Regions from separate parts of the Mus musculus genome. Here regions 2 and 3 are each linked to region 1. Evidence: chromatin contacts called from public HiChIP or PLAC-seq data. All regions are on one chromosome and are shown on one strand. The core of a region is the stretch at or near the end of the contact, and the rest is flanking DNA. Distances in the headings are between cores, read along the strand shown.

Region 1 (3,171 bases), core at 173-2,672:
AGGCAAGGAGCCTACCAACTGATCTACAAACCCCATTTTTTTTCTTCTTCAATGTACCACCATACCCAGATTGTATAGGAAAAAAAATGTTCAAAGTATGCTAAATTTTACTATTATATTGAACATAAAAAAAAAAATCCGAGGTGAGATGATAGCTTCTCTTGAGACAAATGTTGGAAGCATGACAAGTCTTCAAGTTCTGACCTCTTCTGTTCACATACATACATTTCCCCCTTCTTACTGGTTAAAATCTCACTTTTTCTGGTAGAAAAATGTTACAAATCTAAAGACTTCAATCTCACCGGTCAAAAAATAGGGTCTAATAAAATTGCCAAATAAATTCCATTGTTTTGAAAACTAGAAAAATGCTCAGGCTTAGCTAAGTTGCCAGTTATTAATTTTTTTTGAACGTACTGGAATCTATCAATAGAAATTCCTTCACAAATCAGTTTGCCTCTACTTGCAAATGGATAACCATATCTAAAATAATCTATGCTTATCAGATAATATTTTATGAGCACTGTCTGAGTCTATTTAGAGCGGACTTTGAAGGGACATTCAGACTCTTATGAACTAACTGGCTTCTGCTTTAAAGGGCTACTGCTTCTAGTGTCAGCTCTTTCTAGTTTCAAAATTTGCATGGCCGCCTTTCTGAGTCGCCTTCAAGAACAGTCTTAGCCCAGTCAGGAATTGCTCGAACTCCGGCGGCCTTAGGGTCAGGCTTATTTGCATCTTTGCTAAACAAAGTCCATCCTTTGAGGCGTCAGCGCCGCCGGTCTTCGCTCTCACGCTCCGCTGCTCACTTCAGCGACGGTGGCGTGCACAGCACCTGGGTCATCTGTGCTCACGATCCTGCCGCGACACCGACTCTGGGCGTTGTGGTTCTCATTTCAGGGCTCCGAGATTCCCACGGCACACTCGGCTGCTCGCTCCCTAGTCCCGGGACTAGGAGGCGCGGTTTTCCCGGAGAAATCCACGTCAGCCGCGCAGGCGCAGGCGCAGGATCTGGGCGGAGGGAAGGGGCCTGCGCTCGGCCCGCGGTAAACAAGCACTGCGCAGGCGCCGTGCGCCAAGGTGATTTTTTTTTTGTTTTGTTTTTTGTTTTTTGGTTTGCATAGCATCATAAAAAAGGGGGAAGGCCAAAGCAAACCCTAGCATCTTAAGACGATCGACGGTGTGGCTTCTGCTACTCTCACTCTGAGGCACCGGCTGCGCGACCATGGCAGCCATAACTCTTCCACAGAGCTGCCGGCCTTGAGCTCTTTCGCTCACTGTCTACACTGAGGCTGAGAGGACAGAGAAAAGACAGAGAAAAAAAAGAAGAAAGAAAGAAGATTTAAAGGAGAGGTGGTGGGCGGTTCCCACAACGCCACCGTAAAGACCTCTGTGCCTCTTTCCCCAGACAACGCGAGATCCTGTGCCAGCCGGGACTCCGCCCCCGCCCCGCCCGTGGCTGTGTGCGCATGCGCTGGGCTTTTTGGCGCGCAAACCGTTCAGAACTTCCTGCTTGGTCACAGGTGGCCCCGTCGGCCCCCGAGGGATGTCAGTCAGGTCGGAGCCGGGGATTCACGCCCACTGCGGCACGTCCTTAGGGATTTTTCGGTCAAAATTCCACTTGACTGTAACTCGCCCCCCCCATTCTTCTGTTCTCGTATGGGTCATGAGGTCTCCGCGAATCCAAGAGTCAGAGTGGGAAGAGAACCCCTCGCGGTTTTTAAAAGATGTTGCGATTTCGTTGTGTGGCACGCGAGCTAACTGGCATAAAAGGATAAATCTGGGGAACGAACGGGACTTCCCCCCCCCCACCCCCGAAGATTCTGAGAGGCTGTGAATGTGGACCGGGCTAACACAGTGATATGAAGATGAGAAGTTTTAAAAATGGAAGGAGCCAATGAAGGCTTGAGAGATGAGGCTAGGAGGAATTAGAGCAGTAGAGGAAGTTTAGCTTAAAATATTTACGCATATTTATAAGCAAGTAGGCAGCAGTGCCGCATATTTAGTCTACGATAGCGAAGTGAAATGGGGATGTCTTTGAGTGCAACAGAAACATTTTTTAAAGTTGTCGCAGGCAAGAGCTGAGGTTGGGGCGGGGTAAAACAGATAATCTGGAGTCTTAGGATGTTGCAAGTGTGGACCGCTCTGACTGATTTGGCCTCTTTTCTCTCTCAGGGGACGTGGAACACCTGCACAAACTGGATTTTTGCCCTATCACGACTCTGAGGTACCATCCGGCAACTGAAGTGTCCTCTTTCCAATAGAATGCCTGGCCTCTCCCACCAACTTCACGGTTCAGCCGGAATGAAATTTGGCTAACAAGTCACTCAGATGAGTCACTGGCTCATTACAAGATTATAGATTTCTAATCTATAGCCTTCCAGTTGTGTAGATCTTAGGATTCACTCTAATATTGGGAGCAGTGCTATATAGTACAGACAGTATTGTCATTTTTACTGTCCCTGGAGATTGTTTGCAGGACCTTGCACAAGTCCCGCAATGCATGATGCTCAAGTCCCCTGCGTAATGAGGTATACTATTTGCATATGACCCTTGTACATCTTTCTGTAAAGTTTAAACAATCTCTAGATTATTTGTGATATGTACATCGATGTAAATGCTATGTAAATAGCTCCTGTACTATATTGTATAGGGAGTAATGGCAAGAAAAGCATTCAGTACAGATGCAAATTTATCTTCTCTATTTTTATATCTGCTTTTGGCTGAATGTGAGGATGTGAAACCCATGGATGTGGGGGGTTGACTCCTCTCTCTCTCTCTCTTTCTCTCTCTCTCTCTCTCTCTCTCTCTCTCTCTCTCTCTCTCTCTGCCTGTGTGAAAGAGTTACCTCACTGTATTGATCAGATATGCCTAAATGGACTAAAAAAATCTAGTCTCTTATCTCAACTTTCTGAATAGCTGACACTCCCAAGTGTGTGTTGGGTACAGTTCTGGATATATTTTGATCCTTTGTGTGCTTTATAAAGAAAATGCAGGAAGATTGACGGGATATATAATTTGACTAGTCCTAACAACAGAGTAGCAATATAGCTTCCTTTGTAAGAAAACAAAGAATGGAAGGTCTTAGGATTAAAGCTGGCAGTGATGGAGAAGGCGCTATGTTTAGAGGAAAGCCCTTGGAAACCAGGTATAGGATCATACACCTATAGCCCTAGC
Region 2 (3,333 bases), core at 177-2,676, 200 kb after region 1:
GCCAGCCTGGTCTGCAGAGTGAGTTCCAGGACAGCCAAGGCTATACAGAGAAACCCTGTCTCAAAAACCAAAAAAAAAAAAAAGAATCCTTATGGAGGACAGTTTGATGTATGTATATACAGCGAAAGGATATTTGCAGTCAGGCTATTTCTCTTCCGCTCCTGACTGGAGGCACCGTCAAGGTCTCCATCCTACACCCACCCTGGTCATTAGGTTTCCTACAGGTGGCCCCGCTGTCATGCAACGCCAACCCATTATGGCCCATCAACCCCTCTTTATTCACGTCACACTGCCGCTTCATGTCTAATGGGGATTCAGACCACCGAAAGCCTGGAGTGGGCCATGCTCAACTCACAAGTTTTCTGGGTCACCTAAGTTTTCTCCGGCCTTCTGGTCTACCTTTAGATCACCCCTTCCATTCCCACGGAAGACTCAGCGTTCTCTTTTCTGAATGACTCTCTCTTGCACAATGACAGTGGATAGATGTTCTCATTAATTATACTACAGGCTGAATGCTGTGTGTTACCACATACTGCTATTCTGGAGTGACCTTGTTTCCCCAAGGAAAGTCCTGAAGACCATCATTCTAAATAGGCTGCAAGAACAGCTTTCAGAATAAGGTCCAGCCTTTTATTCTCACGCATAGACTCTAACTCTGGAAATTAAAGAACAAAACTTCACTCCAGCAAGTCGCAGCTAAGCTGATTTACAGAAAACGCAAACACAGTGTTGGGACCGGCGCTTTTGGCCATCCACAGAGTGACCTGGAAGATGGAGCCTAGTAAACAATATTCTCTGGTTCGCTCATTATATTAACAAGTGTGACAGATAATTTGCAAGTTACAGCTACTGTCTCCTGAGTATCCGGGAAATGGCAGACACGACTGTACATTCTACACGCCTTACCTTTAGGTCCCATGACACTCCTCAAGGGAAGTATCATTTTCCTGCTAAACATGGGAAGTGGATTCTGAAAAGACAAAAATGCGCCCAAGGTCACCCAACCTGTCCCAGTAAGGCAGCTCGAAGGCAGCCGCGTCCACTTAACTTTTGCTCCTCTTCTTTATAGAATCCATTCATTCAAATGTCAGAGCAAGCAAATGGTTTTCAAAACCCCAATGAAGGAATCTATATACCAATTTTTAGTGTTTTCCAGTAAGAAAACACTTGATTTCTACCATAAACACCAGCATTTACTTTTTCCAAAAAAAAAAAAAAAAAGTAAGTAATGCATTACCAGATCTAAAATGGACATTCTGAGTGGCTACTGCGGGGCTGGCATCTCTTTGCACACCTCACCCGACAGGCACCACCTGGACCTCACACAAAGCAGGGAAAGCCGAGAGCCCTGCAAGATGTCCTCTAATAGAGGAAGGCTGCTCCAGAGTCATAGGCAGTTCACCTCACGTCACCCAGCTGACATGGACAGCCAACACCCAAGTCCAGATCTCCCGACTCCAAGAGCCACCACAGCACTGTCCCAGGCAGGTCCACAGTTAAGCCTGCTGACCATATTTTCTTTTCCATAATTTGTTCTGCCTAGCCACAAAATATAATTGTATAAGATCTAAAAGTAAGTTTCTCGGGACAACATTTACAAAAATCTATTGTTAAATAAGGTCAAAACTCAAAGGGTGATCTCAACAAAATGCATGGTCTCTGTGTGCTAGGACGAGGAAGGCGCTCAGGTGAGCCACAGGCTGGAGTTAGAAAGCCAGGCTGAGCAGAGCTCTAGCCACTTCCTTCTGCATTACGTAAACCTCCTTGGGCTCTCTAGTGCCCTGCCACTTCCTGTTGTGCAAGGACAAACAATGGGCAGACTGTCGCCAGTGTTTCCATTAATTACACCACAGGCTGAGTGGCATTGATTACCGCATACTGGACATTTTGAAATGACCCCATTTCCTTTGTTCAAATACTCTACCCAAGTGTTTCAGTAAAGGAACACAATTTACTCATGTCTTTGAGAGAATGAAGAGATACCAGCAGCTGGGGAATCTGAATGGCGTCATCACTGTTCCAATTATTATTTTATGGCTTGCCCAGCTTCCCTTTATGCTGGCTTCCCTTCTGAGCTATGTCTAACTAAGAAAGAAATCTTAAAACCTGTGTTAGTACCCTAAACAAAACCTGTTCGATCTGGCAGATCATGCCCCTCCCTGGACTTGAAAAGGCTGTAGACAGCAGCAAATAAGAGAAAGAAAGAGCTCAGTCAGGGTGTGTGGGCGTAAGACAGAAGGCTAGACAGGAACTATGTATGCATCAGAGTCTCACACTCACTATAATTCTCAGCTCCAGGCCTAATACTGAGACCCTGGGGATGGAAGGCTAATATCAAGTACTGGGCCCCAAAAGTCAGAGAAAAAATTGGGAAAGACAGTCAGACAGATGAAAACCTCCAAACACACAGAGCTATCATTTTAGGACTCCTTGTTTCAATGTCCGAGATGAAAGGAAAGTAAGTCTGTACAAGTTAAATAACATTCTGGTATTCTTACACAGTGGCAACCCGGATTAGCTAAGTGCTCTGTAATCCCTCTGAGGATCTCACAGCATGAGCACTGCCCCTGCGACCCAGAGAACAACTGCAGGTGTGGTTGAGATAAAGACCTCACTAAACTCCTCTACCATTGGCCTGAAGAATGAACCTGGGATGGTGACATCAGACTAAGGATTTGGTAATACCACCCCTGCCATCAGCCAGGAGCTATTATATTATAGCTAGTATAAACTAGACTGGATGGTTGCTCATGACTGATAAGTCTAGGGGTCCACATCATTTCCCACTCACAGTAGGTGTAACTATGCAAATTAATCCAGAAAACATTTTCCAAAGTCTAAGGAAGAAGCAAACCCTTCCTTCTGATAAGGGACAGAGGATGGTTAGGCTGCTGTCTGATGAAGGAGGAGTGTCTCAGGGAAGTCAGACACGGATTATTCTAGCAGGGTGGACACAACAGGAGGCACAGAACACGAGTTGAGACTGGCCATAGCCAACATTTGGCAGATTTTGGAGACTTCAGTTATGAGCATTGCACATTATATGGAAGGCAGATGAGTGTCTGACTACAGAGAACCAAAGTCTCAGCAAAAACAAAGGGAAAGAAATGCTGAGGTACTCTGGGATACTGGAAGAAGCCGTCATGGAAGACATGCTCCAACTTTGACAGAGTACTACTCTGCACTCCCTCTGTGTATCTCACTGTGTTTGAGATAGATAAGGTTTTTTTTTTTAAGATTTATTTATTTATTATATGTAAGTACACTGTAGCTGTCTTCAGACACTCCAGAAGAGGGAGTCAGTTCTTGTTACAGATGGTTGTGAGCCACCAT
Region 3 (3,004 bases), core at 210-2,709, 230 kb after region 1:
ACACTGTTCTACGCTTCACAGCACAGGAGATCTCTAGATTTTGTTCCCACCTCTCACTGTCTCTGTCTCTCATCTTTGCATACCAATCTCAGGCACTTTCTCATGCCTGCCTCTTCCCCAGGCCTCCATCTCTTGTTTCCTCCAACCCCTTGTCTCCACCGTGAGCTGCTTACCTCCTGCCTCTCAGGATGTAGAGGAAGCACCACAAGACTAGACAGCTGGTACCGTTTGGGAACCAATGGCCCACTTAAGAAGCCTTGTGCCTCTTCCTCTATTTCCTGACAATGTCTCCCTCCAACCCCCACCCCCTGCATCTATTTTTCCAAAGTATTTTATCCAGTTTTCAGAAATAAAATCCATTCCAAATGAAAGCTATGCTACACTGCAAGTACACAGTTCACTAAGATGTCCCATGATCTTTAAATAAATGATTAAAAACAAACAAACAAACAAAACTGGACTGTTTGGTGAGATAGGCTGTTTCAGCCTCTCCTAGCCCTAGAGAAAATTCTAAAAAATTATGGCCTCTCTTAACTGTCACAAAACTGAGGTCACTACTGGAATTTAGTGAGTAGAAAAGTTCAACACTCCAAACAGCACAGTGCACACACAACGAAGAGTAGTACACCCAAGACACCAGTGGTGTCTGCAACCCCTCCTCCTCTAAGCCTGGACCTTAGAGAGCTTCACTTAGATATTCACTTAGCTAGCTTCAGGTGATTCCAACCTGAATTTGGCCAATCTTGACACTGCCGAGTTTTTAGAAATATGGACAATTAGTTACCTAAACCTGGCCACCCAGGTTCCAACAAATTCCAATTTCCAACAAATTTGCCTAGGATTGGGGGGAGCAGGGGCAGGGGCAGGGGCAGGGGCAGGGGCAGGGGCAGGGGCAGGGGCAGAGGCAGAGGCAGTGGCCTTTTCTCCAAGGTTGACTGCTAAAACGACTATTCTGAGTTCCACGGCCCCGTGTCTTATGCACTTCTTCACTCATCATGATTGTAGGACTATTTTGAGACAAAGAAGCAACAGGGGCCATTCCTCCTTGACACTAAATCAACATAATTCCACAGCCCTCTTCAGGGATCAGCACACAGTGGCCCTCTGAGCCTGGAGAGGAGCCAGGAAACATCCCTGCTCCCAGCTCCTGTAAGGCGGACTCCTCCTGATAAGAAAAGCACAGCTTTTATACATAGCAATGCTACTCACAACAAGTGAGCCATTCTTACATTCCTTCTCCAGTTCATTTCCCCTACAATTCTTTTCCCCTTGTCTTCACTCTCTCCTCCCCATCCTGCTGTACTCTTTGTATGACAAAAAAGAAAAAAAGGAAAAAAAAAAGTTGCTTCTGGCCAACTGTGACATCAACTCATTCTTATTCAGTGATGTCCAGCAGGAACTTCGCTCTCCCAAAACGTTTGCTCAGTTCTGAAGCAACAAAGATGACTAACTTCCTTCTGTTTGCCTTCCCTATGTTCTTGATCTATTTGCAGATCTTCTGAAACATTTCTCTGACACAAGGCCCTATACGTGTGCACAAAGAACTTTCCAGGCAGTCTCAGCAAGCTAAAACATTGCCCCTAAGTTACTAGAAAGGGTAACATAACAAGATGACTTGATCATTTTTTTTAAAGATTTATTTTTTATTATATGTAATTACACTGTAGTTGTCTTCAGACACACCGGAAGAGGGCGTCAGATCTCATTACAGATGGTTGTAAGCCACCATGTGGTTGCTGGGATTTGAACTCAGGACCTCGGGAATAGCAGTCAGTGCTCTTAATCACTGAGCCACCTCGCCAGCCCGACTTGATCATGTTTACACCCCACAAAAGATATTTCTGTTTCATCATTGTAAGAAAGAGCTAATAGATGATCCAAAAAGATAAAAGAAAAATAAAAAAGTAAGCCCCAGACTATTCTAGATCATTTGTTACTTATGGGAGGGAAAAAAGAAAAGGTAAGAATAGCAACCATGTATTATAACTACTTTCTGCTATATACTTCAGCAAGGCACCGTTTAAATGCTTTTGAAGGCCAACATTTTACTCTACACATTAAGTAATATAAAGTTTAAAGAGCTGACTAGGGACTGTGGTTCTGGTGTCTAAGTGGCCAGCCGTGATGGGAGCAGCAGACTGTGTCAGGCTCAGCTCCTCCTTTGCTAGGTCTCCGAGGCCCCACGCCCTGACTTGACCGCAGGGCTGGGAAGGCACCATTCACAGTCTAAGCATCATCTACGCTTTGCCTGACACTGTCGTATTCTGGGATGCGCACAAGGAACCCAACCATGGAACTGTGACAGGGCACGGCACTAACATTTCCTTCTGGGGCTCTCAGGGGCATGTTGTAGGAATGAATTCACTCAGATCCAAATCCTACCTAGCAGTGATTGGAGAGGTGCCATTCTGAGCTCAGTAATCTTCAAGCAGATAGCTAGCTCACTGTTTGTGAGTTCCAACATTTCTCATAAATATAAATTGAAGTAAACTAAAGAAGGAACAAGAATTTAAAAAAAAATCTATCTTCCTCTGTAACTGTGACGATTTAACAAAATTCCAGGATGTGGTGCAGCTTAGAGATACAGCACTTGACTAGCATGCAAGAGATCCTGGGTTCCATCCCTGACAATGAAACACACACACATACACACACACACACACACGTTTGTAGAGAAAAAGAAAATCATAGGTTGCTGCAATGCTGCGGCTGCTGAGTTTGTTTAAAGTTAACCTGAAAAAGACAAAGGAAGCAGCTCTGAAGGTTATAATTACAGAAAATTACTCAGGTGACTTCATCCCACCCACAGGCTCCTCCGAGGAGTACTTTATAAGCTAGTGTTCTGGAAGGGTACAGCTGCTAAGCATGGGTTTCATATGCTCCATTTAAAACATTATTTTATCAACACAATTGTTAATGGCTTCTAAATGAGAGTAGAAATTTCCAACAAGAGTGCCATAAATTCCTATTAGTATTCACTCTGGGTCTAGAGAACAGAACCCCA

What was found. HiChIP or PLAC-seq counts read pairs in DNA pulled down with a chosen protein or histone mark.
Region 2: an H3K4me3 HiChIP or PLAC-seq map of bone marrow-derived macrophages shows a contact between it and region 1, with 3 times the contacts expected there. The contact joins the enhancer-like site here to the promoter of 2810454H06Rik in region 1. A contact is called at or near these places in 2 of 484 Hi-C or Micro-C datasets (muscle stem cells and nephron progenitors), 3 of 115 datasets of contacts at active chromatin or transcription factors (bone marrow-derived macrophages, embryonic stem cells and pancreatic cancer cells) and 3 of 9 other capture datasets (adipose tissue, liver and pancreatic islet).
Region 3: an H3K4me3 HiChIP or PLAC-seq map of stem cell-derived neural progenitor cells shows a contact between it and region 1, with 47 read pairs. The contact joins the enhancer-like site here to the promoter of 2810454H06Rik in region 1. A contact is called at or near these places in 4 of 39 promoter capture datasets (3T3-L1-derived adipocytes, the HPC-7 cell line, Sertoli cells and 1 more), 1 of 15 datasets of contacts at CTCF or cohesin (the NIH/3T3 cell line), 3 of 484 Hi-C or Micro-C datasets (bone marrow-derived macrophages, cerebral cortex and uterus), 23 of 115 datasets of contacts at active chromatin or transcription factors (the 230-238 cell line, the NIH/3T3 cell line, bone marrow-derived macrophages and 14 more) and 4 of 9 other capture datasets (adipose tissue, liver, macrophages and 1 more).

The regions. Positions count from the first base shown.
Region 1 is chr6:134,896,212-134,899,382 of GRCm38.p6, reverse strand. 2810454H06Rik (RIKEN cDNA 2810454H06 gene) reads right to left here and starts at 1,422. Exons shown (of 1, transcript NR_029441.1): 1 at 1-1,422. Gpr19 (G protein-coupled receptor 19) reads left to right here and starts at 1,189. Exons shown (of 4, transcript NM_001362050.1): 1 at 1,189-1,551; 2 at 2,170-2,221. RefSeq lists a cis regulatory region at 1,242-1,777.
Region 2 is chr6:134,699,509-134,702,841 of GRCm38.p6, reverse strand. All of the region lies in intron 3 of Borcs5 (BLOC-1 related complex subunit 5), which reads right to left. Among named protein-coding and RNA genes, the nearest start is that of Gm36328, 53 kb to the left of the region's middle. Within about 2 kb of position 1,426, at least 183 of the 459 cell types and tissues checked have an H3K27ac peak or open chromatin away from gene starts, as enhancers often do. A contact at or near this core is called in adipose tissue, bone marrow-derived macrophages, liver and 3 more, where this site is marked.
Region 3 is chr6:134,669,451-134,672,454 of GRCm38.p6, reverse strand. All of the region lies in intron 2 of Borcs5 (BLOC-1 related complex subunit 5), which reads right to left. Among named protein-coding and RNA genes, the nearest start is that of Borcs5, 30 kb to the right of the region's middle. Within about 2 kb of position 1,459, at least 93 of the 459 cell types and tissues checked have an H3K27ac peak or open chromatin away from gene starts, as enhancers often do. A contact at or near this core is called in Sertoli cells, adipose tissue, bone marrow-derived macrophages and 5 more, where this site is marked.